Linked DNA regions of Sus scrofa: region 1 is linked to region 2. A link is a contact called in public HiChIP or PLAC-seq data. All regions are on one chromosome and are shown on one strand. The core of a region is the stretch at or near the end of the contact, and the rest is flanking DNA. Distances in the headings are between cores, read along the strand shown.

Evidence for each region. HiChIP or PLAC-seq counts read pairs in DNA pulled down with a chosen protein or histone mark.
Region 1: an H3K27ac HiChIP or PLAC-seq map of skeletal muscle shows a contact between it and region 2, with 2.6 times the contacts expected there. The contact joins the promoter of CLK3 here to the promoter of C7H15orf39 in region 2. A contact is called at or near these places in 2 of 2 datasets of contacts at active chromatin or transcription factors (alveolar macrophages and skeletal muscle).

Annotation. Positions count from the first base shown.
Region 1 is chr7:58,907,371-58,911,454 of Sscrofa11.1, forward strand. CLK3 (dual specificity protein kinase CLK3) reads right to left here and starts at 2,246. Exons shown (of 13, transcript XM_001927924.7): 1 at 2,141-2,246.
Region 2 is chr7:58,388,481-58,392,524 of Sscrofa11.1, forward strand. It overlaps C7H15orf39, which reads right to left and starts at 1,637. Exons shown (of 3, transcript XM_021099036.1): 1 at 1,451-1,637.

The sequences.
Region 1 (4,084 bases), core at 996-3,495, 520 kb after region 2:
GGGTATGTGAGGCCAGCTCCCTGTTCCACCCACAATCCAAACCCTGACACTGCCTCCATAGGAAGGCTGGGCCTGAGCAATCCTTCCAGATAAATACTTTGTAACACCTCCTCAAGAGCTCAGACTGCTGCTCTCTTTTGGTGATCAGCTGACTAATGTTCACTGTTTCTCCCCAGTTAGGCTGGGTCACGTGACCAAGCTGTGGGATGAAGACGGTATCTCACATCTGTGTCACTAAGTGACATGGAAGATGCTTCAGTGGCCAGGGCAAAGGGCTTGCCCATCCTCACTGGGCAAAGCACCAGAGCTGGAAGTCACGGGGTCTAGTCCGTATCAGGCTAGACTCCTTCCTGGGACCTAGAAGATTCTTAGTGCACACATGTTCATGTTAGTGGAAAGAGCACAGCTTCAGTCACGCTGATGTCAACATGAATGCTGACATGGCCACTTCTAGCTTGTGCCTTTAGGCAGGTTATTAAACACCTCTACCCTTCAGCTTCCTCTTGCAACAAAGGAACAGTAATCACTTACAGGGTTTATGTCACATCTTAAAGTAACATGCCTAGTACATGCCCTTGGGTCAAATGCCTAGCATGGGTCACAAGAGATACTGAAGGCAGCTTTTCATTAAAAAGTTTCCAAGTAACACCTCTGGGTCTATGTTAAATGCCTTAAAAGCATTAAAGGTAGTTCATAAGTCCCAAGGGAGCAGAGGGGAGAGAGGTATAGGTAGAAAACCCTATACCTAAAGTAAATCCCAGTGCTGCCACTTGGCCTTGTGACCTTATACAAGTCACTCTGGGCCATGGTTACAATATCTGGAAAATGGAGATATGACCACCTCCCAGCCAAGTTGGCAAAGGGAATGACAAATATGAGAGATATAAAGTATCACACGCAAGGCAATCAGAGAGGACATAATCTCCCCTGTTTTAACACATTCTAGGCAGGTGAAATAATGGTAACACCAGATGCCCCTCATAATCCTCCCAGCTAGGGTTCTAGGGCCCATTTCTCCTCAATTATCTCTGATTCTCTGAGACCCCAGCAAACAGGTTGTAAAAGAAAAACAAGGGCCACAATTACGTTCCAGAAGGCTCTGCTTGGCACAATTAAGAAAAAGGTAATGTGAAAGAAACCAGGGCGAGGATGCCAGCTTTTCTCTGAGCACAGGCCTAGCTGTCTTCTCATTTGCTGTTCCTGGCCAGAGAACTGGGTTGACAAGAGCAGCCAGCCAAGTCAGCGGCAGCCCTGCCGGATCCCAGCCACCCCAGCGCCCCATGGTTATTTTTGGCTGACGCTGCCCCAACACTGCAACCTCAAACCTGCCACCTTGCAAGCCGCCACCACCGGGAGAAACGCTCCTCCTTTTCAAGGGCATGGAGGAGGGAAGCTGGAAGGCCGCCAACTCCGCCTCAACGGGGCCCTGGCTCAGGCGATTCCCACCCCAGCTCCACACCAGGACACCCGCACCCGGAACTAAAGCACAGAGACTCCTGGACCATGCAGCAGCCCGGGCATTTGTACTGTCAGCTTGGCTCGGCCCCTCCTCCGGGCTGGAGCGGCTCCATCATCACAACAAAACAATCAGGGGGCCCGCAGCCCTCGCTCGCGTCCTTCCTGACGCCGCGGGTCCCAGAGATCTGAGGCGGGTTCCTGGTAACCGCCGCCAATGGAGGCGAGGGGAGACCTGGGGTGGGGGAGGCGGGCAGGAGGAAAGCCAGCTTGGGCCGGAATCAGACTCCAAGCCGCGCGGAGAGGAGGAGTCTGCCGACCCAGCCTCGAGCCAGGGTTAGGGGAGGGGTCTGAAAGCCCCTCCAGGCTGTCGCAGGTAGGACCCTGACCCCATTCCGCGGGCAGGTATAGGGCCGAAGGTGGATCCCTGCAGGGCCCTCAGGGGCCTCTCACAGGTTCGGACTCGGACGCACAGGATCGAGAGACTGGGGTCTGCTGTGACCGCCCTCTGGGGGAGAAGCGGCAGGTCAGGGGTGAGAGGTCGGGGCCGCGGCCTGAGATGGGCCAAGAGAACGAAAGAGAGCAGACCAAGCCCGAACTAGAAGCCCGGGGACCCACACCCAGCGTACCCGCCCCTCTGACTCAACCCCCCGCTCCTCGTCGCGGGCCAGGGCCCCACACTCACCGTCTCCCAGGCTCCGGCTGAGGCTAGGCCCCACTCCCCGCTCCGAGCGCCTCTTCCGCTTCCGGCTCCGGCCTCCGCCCGTGGCGGGCCCGCCCCTCCCGTGACGCAGCCGTCGGTCGACTGAGCTCGGCGACTTGGCCCCTCTAGCCGTGAACTCGAAGACTCTGGAGGACCCGCCCTGTCCACCTGGGTCGCTGCGGCGGCGGTGGAACCTGGTTCCTGGAGGGCCGAGGGGATGTCCCCAGCCGCGGCCCGCCCCCTGCCGTGTCACGAGGCACGTAGGCCTCAAAGATGCGGCGGGGGGCACCGGTGGACAGGCGCTGAGAGCCGAAAGGTGGAGCCCCGACCCCGCCCAAGCCCGCTTGGCCTTTCCTTTCCTGAGCGCCGGGAGGAGGGCATTGTTTCGCTGTCGCCTCAAGTGAAAACTGGGTAGGCCTTGAGCGCCAGCCCGGCCTCGAGGCCCTGGAGGGCGCTAAAGCCCACGGAGGATCGGGAAGGAGGTTCCCGACTCCCGCTGATGTGAAAGAAGCAAATGAGACCTTATTCATGTGTGGAGGAGCTTTTTAAAGTCATGGCGGCGCGTCCAAGCCCGGTGTATGTGCACTGCAGTTTCTGGGAAGATACTGGAGAGTCACGTCGGCGGGGCCTTTGAAGGGAAAGGGACGGGTTCTGGGGTAAAAGGGGGTCTCGTTTTCCTTGAGCATTCTTGGGCACGGCAGTGAGCAGACCAGAGTTGTTTCTTAGTTCATAACCACCCGCGTCCCACCCCCGCCGAAGAAAAGCCCCGCGGCCCCCCTCACTCCTATTTCTCCCCTGGAGTCACCTGGTGACCTCTCTGCCCCCGCCGCCGGCGCGGGCTCACCGAAGCCCCGGCCACCTACTGCCCCGCTCTTGGTCATAGGGAGATAAGGAGGTCATCTTTTCCAGATGAGAAAACCGAGGTCAGGTCCTTTGGGAGACCTCGCGGTTTATGAGCGTGCACTCCCTGGCCCCCCCCCCCCCCCGGCTCTCGCTGGCGTCGGTCAAAGAGGGCGGGAGCGGCCTCTAATTGCCCCCTAGCCACGCCAGGGCCCAAGAAGGAGGGACACAGCATCCTTCCGGGCCCCGCCCCTCCCGGGGACTGAACTGCGAAGGCTGCAGCATTTCCCCAGCACCGCGTGGGCCTGCTTGTCACCACCCCTTTCCCCAGCCCCGGCCCCGCCTCCGCCCTCGCCGCAGCGAGGGCTGGTCACGCCCCTGACATCCGGCTAGTCTCCCAGCCACTGAGGCGGATTCCAAAAGGAAACGACCCCTCCGGAGTTGCGAGGCCTCTACAGTCTCTAACCTCTAGTTCCCCCTTAAACTGGGGTCTGACGGCATGGCTTGAGCAGGTGCTTAGTACAAATCTCCGTTAGTTCCACCACTCCCACTGCAAGTAAACAACCAAAGCCAAGTTCAAACGGGTTGCTTACTACACTAATGCAGCCTCAAGACCGACTCCCGGTCCCGGTCCAACCAAATGCACCCATTCCCCCCAATATAAATTCCGGAGCCGCTTCTACTGTGTAGTTGGCGACCGAGAGCCCGGCTGTCTCTGCCCCTAAATCCTGCCCCTTTAGGCTCCTGCCTCTGGGGTGGAAGATTCTGAGCAGCCATTTTTGCCTAGGCCTTTGCCCTATGCCAGAGGCCACACCAGCAGGGGTCCATCTAAGGGTTTCATCCATTAAGATGAGGTGGAAGGGCTCTGGTGTCTCCTCCTCCTACAGCTATGTGTTGCCTGCAGTTTCCATGGCTCCTGCAAGCTAGGATCACAACAGCAGCTGAGGGTGGAGGAGCTCAGAGCCCGGAGTCATGACCTGGGCACCAGTCTCTGAGCTGGTAAGTCAGGCCATCTTCCCACCATCCCTCCCACCATCAAGAACACAGGAGTCCCTGCCTCCTAGTAAAGAAACAGAGCTCTCTTTT
Region 2 (4,044 bases), core at 387-2,886:
CAGTAGGGGATGGAGAGCCCAGTATATATGCCCTCAAGCAAGGCCCCTCCAGGTTCAAGAAGGTAGCCAAAGTGTAGGGGCCTCCTTCCCTGACACTGATGCATACACAAAAAGGCAAGCAATTGTTTGGGGAAGGGCAGGACCCCAGGGAGCAGGGGTCACATCACACTTTCGGCCACTGAGCTACTTGCTGGTTGAGGTTAGAGCTGGTCTGGGAGGACCAACCTCTGGCAGGGTCCAGAAGACCCCACCAAAGCTGTGCCATCCCTGCCCTAAGCAGCAGGGGGAGTAAACAGTTCTGTGGCCCCATTGCCTCTTCCACCTTTTAAGGGGTCTCCAGGAGGACATCGGGCAAAAGCAGGAAGAAGAGAGGGATCTTGCCCAGCTGTGGCCAGCGCCTGGACTCTCTTAGCAGGCTGAACTAGGCCCCCTTTCCATGTTCTTACACCTCCCCGCAGCTGAGGCTCTGGGCCCTGCCACCGCTCCAACCGTACCTAGGGGCAGCCCAGGCTCCAGGGGAGGGGGAAGGGTCGTGGGATGGGCTCCAGCCCCTTTCCTCTACCTGCCTGGCCCATAACTCTGTGCCTGGGGCCCTCAGCCGACCTGGCTTTGGGGCTACCGCTGCACCCGACCCCGCCAGCTTCCGGGTGTCCTCATGCCCTGCCTGGCGGCGCTGGGGCGCACGTGCACCCCAGGAGGACGACACACAGGCCTCCGCCACCCATGCAAACCCGTGCCTGCAAGTACGTGCCTGATCCATATCTGCACAAACGGCCCGCCAGAACTGCGTTCTCCCCTCACTCGGGCCCCCGCACACGTGTGCACGCAGGCAGGACAGCGCACCGGGCCCCACGGACCGACACCCAAAGACTGGTGAGAGGATCGGGGCAGGGGGGCGGCCTGGCTGCAGAGACCGGGCAGCCACCGCCTCGGGGCGATCTCGCCAGCCTGGGCTGCGGCCAGAGAGTGAGTCAAGCCGTAGCGAGGAAACCGCAGGGCCGTCGCGTCCCAGCAGGGCGCGTCCAGAGCCCCGCGGAGCCTTAGTGCCTGCGGCCCCCCAGGCCAGCCCCCCGCCGGCCTCTCCTCTCCGCCCGCGTAGTCCACGTGAGCCGGGCCCCGCAGGAGGCCCGGGGGCTCGGCCTGAGCTTCACTTAGCCAGCCCCGCACTAGATCAGGCGCTAGGGCCCCGCCGGAGCTCCACGACGCTACCTGCTCCAGGGGCCTCGAACTCCGGGGAAAGTCGGAGCAGCGGCGCGACCCCTGCCCGGCAGCGCTCCCGCCGAGGGTCCGAGGCCGCCAGGAGCCACGCCACTTCGGCCCAGGCCCAGCGCGCTCCATCCCCGGGCCGGCCGGTAGGGGCGCCCTGGGGCAGCGCCACCCGCCCCTTCCCCACGCGCCGCCCGCAAACTCGGCCCAAGTTTCCGCGCCCGCCGAGTGGGCGAGCTCCTACCTGCACAGTGCTGGGCTTCCCGCTGCTGCTGCCTGGGACCGCGGCCGCATTCTCCAGCGCCAGCGAGGCGGAGGGTCCTTGTCCAGCTCGGCCCTGCGCGGGAAGTCGCGGCGAGCACCGAGCCCGGAGCCACCCTCCGAGCTGCCGTTCGCGCCGCCGCCGGGCGCCGTCTGCGGTCCCGGGCGGGGCGGGCTGGGGGCGGGGCGGGGGCGGGGCGGCCCGCGCGGTGGGGGCAGAGCCCGGCCGTGCCTCTGGGAGCCTGCGCTCCCCCGGGCCCTGGGGGTGTGGAGGGCCTGCGTCGGCCAACCCTCCGAGGCCCCGGCCGCGGGCGCTGTGCACTGTCTGAACCCAGCACACTCCGCGAACCATCGCCCCACGCGCCCGTCACACGTCTTCATTCAGTCACTCAGATCATTCATTCATCGCCACTTTTCTAGCTCTGTGACCTTGTGCCCGCCGCTTGACCTCGTTGAGCTTCAGTTTCCTTATTTTAGTCAAACTGGGATTATCTCATTGTGTCCTAAGATTTAGAAGAGGTTATATTAAAATAACTGGCTCTCAGAGTTCCCGACCCGTCTCAGCAGGTAACGAACCCGACTAGGATCCCTGAAGGTGCGGCTTCAATTCCCGGCCTCACTCAGTGGGTTAAGGATCTGGTGTTGCCTTGAGCTGTGGTGTAGGTCGCAGAATCTGCTTGGATCTGGCGTTGCTGTGGCTGTGGCGTGGGCCTGTAGCCGTAGCTCCTGCTCCCATTTGACCCCTAGCCTGGGAACTTCCATATGCCACCAGTGCGGCCCTAAAATAGCTAAAATAAAATATCTGGCTCTCTTGGCCAGTACAGTTGCATTAGGGAGCCGGAGAAGGTCTCCTTAGTCTGTTCCCTCACCGCAATACAGCAGAGAGGGCAAATTCCAGAAAAATATCTCAAAGCTTGTTAGGGCACCATACCTGATGAGGAGGGGGTGATTTCCCCATCCCTGAAGTGAGCCAGGAAGGAGGATGCTGGAAGTTTTGCCAAGTGGCCTCAGTGGGTATCTCTGAACATTTTTGACAAATCTCCCTCAGTAAGACTGGACTAAGCTCCATGTAGCCACATAGGTGGGTTGGGTTGAGCACTCCCAGGCAGGAACGGTGTGTTACCAAGAGAGGGGCTGGAGGGATGGAAGAGCTGTCTCCATTTGCCTTCTCCAGGCCATCTTGGTGGCCATCACCGAGAAGCTGCTGGGTGCTGTTACCTTCTCTGAAAAACCTAGTTCCTTGCATTTCTTGGGCTGCCCAAGGACTGGGGGCAGGTGTATGCAGTGAAGGAGGAAAGGAACAGGTGGACATGCCAAAGGTCAGAACAAGTTCACGGAGCAAAACCACCCAGGCCATCTGCTCAGATCCCAAAGGTCAGGGCCGCCTGAGTCAGAGGGCAGAGCAGGCCTGAGGCTGCAGGTTCCAAGAATAAGGAAGCATCTAGAGCTGCTGGAGCTGAGCAGGAGGGGCTGGGTGCTGCGGAGAGGAAGAGGAAGTGAAGGTCACCTGGGGCAGCAGAGAGGGTATTAATTAGTTGAGATATGAAGGGCCCTTAGAAATTGAGTTTGGAGAAGGAGCTGGGGAGCAGAGGCTCAGAGAAAATTGAGGCTTTCCCAAAGTCACATAGCAGGCTGGGATCAAGAAAATGCATTTGTAAGCTGATGACTTGGAGTCATGGCCAAGCTTCAGCTCACAGGCTGTTCTTCCTCACTTTTTTTTTTTTTTTTTTTTTTTTTTTTTTGTCTTTTTGTCTTTTCTAGGGCCTCACCCATGGCATATGAAGATTCCAAGTCTAGGGGTCTAATCGGAGCTGAAGCTGCTGGCCTAAGCCAGAGCCAGATCCGAGCTGCATCTGCGACCTACATCATAGCTCACAGCAATGCCTGATCCTTAACCCACTGAGCAAGGCCAGGGATCGAACCTGCAACCTCATGGTTCCTAGTCAGATTTGTTAACCACTGAGCCACAACGGGAATTCCAGTTCTTTCTCACACTTGCTCCTCACTAACACTGCCCTCCCCTCCAAGACACCCATTCCCTGGCCTCCACCCTGGTACTGGGGATGGGGAGGGAGGAGGGCAGTGTTCTCTATTTAGGGTCTGGGAGTCTTAGGTTGTGCGATCAGCTGGCCGGTGTTCTCTCCAACTTCTCTGAGCCTGAGTGGGGCCCACCCAGGCCAAAATGAGCCTGGTGAGGCCCAAGGAGGGGCAGTTAAGAATCTGTGGACCCAAAGTTCCCATTGCGGTGCTGCGGAAATGAATCCGTCTAGGAACCACATGGTTGCGGGTTCAATCTCTGGCCTTGCTCAATGGGCTTAGTTTCTAGTATAGGTCGCAGAAGAGGCTCGGATCTGGCGTTGCTGTGGCTGTGATGTAGGCCAGAAGGTATAGCTCCAATTAGACCCCTAGCCTGGGAACCTCCATATGCCATGGGTGCAGCCCTAAAAAGCAAAAAAAAAAAAATCTGTGGACCCACTGAGTCTTAATTCGGGGACACTTCGCAAAGACGGCACCTCCCTTGTCCATTTCTTTTCGGAATCAGCATCTTGTGCATTCATTTTTGGCATCACTTAAACA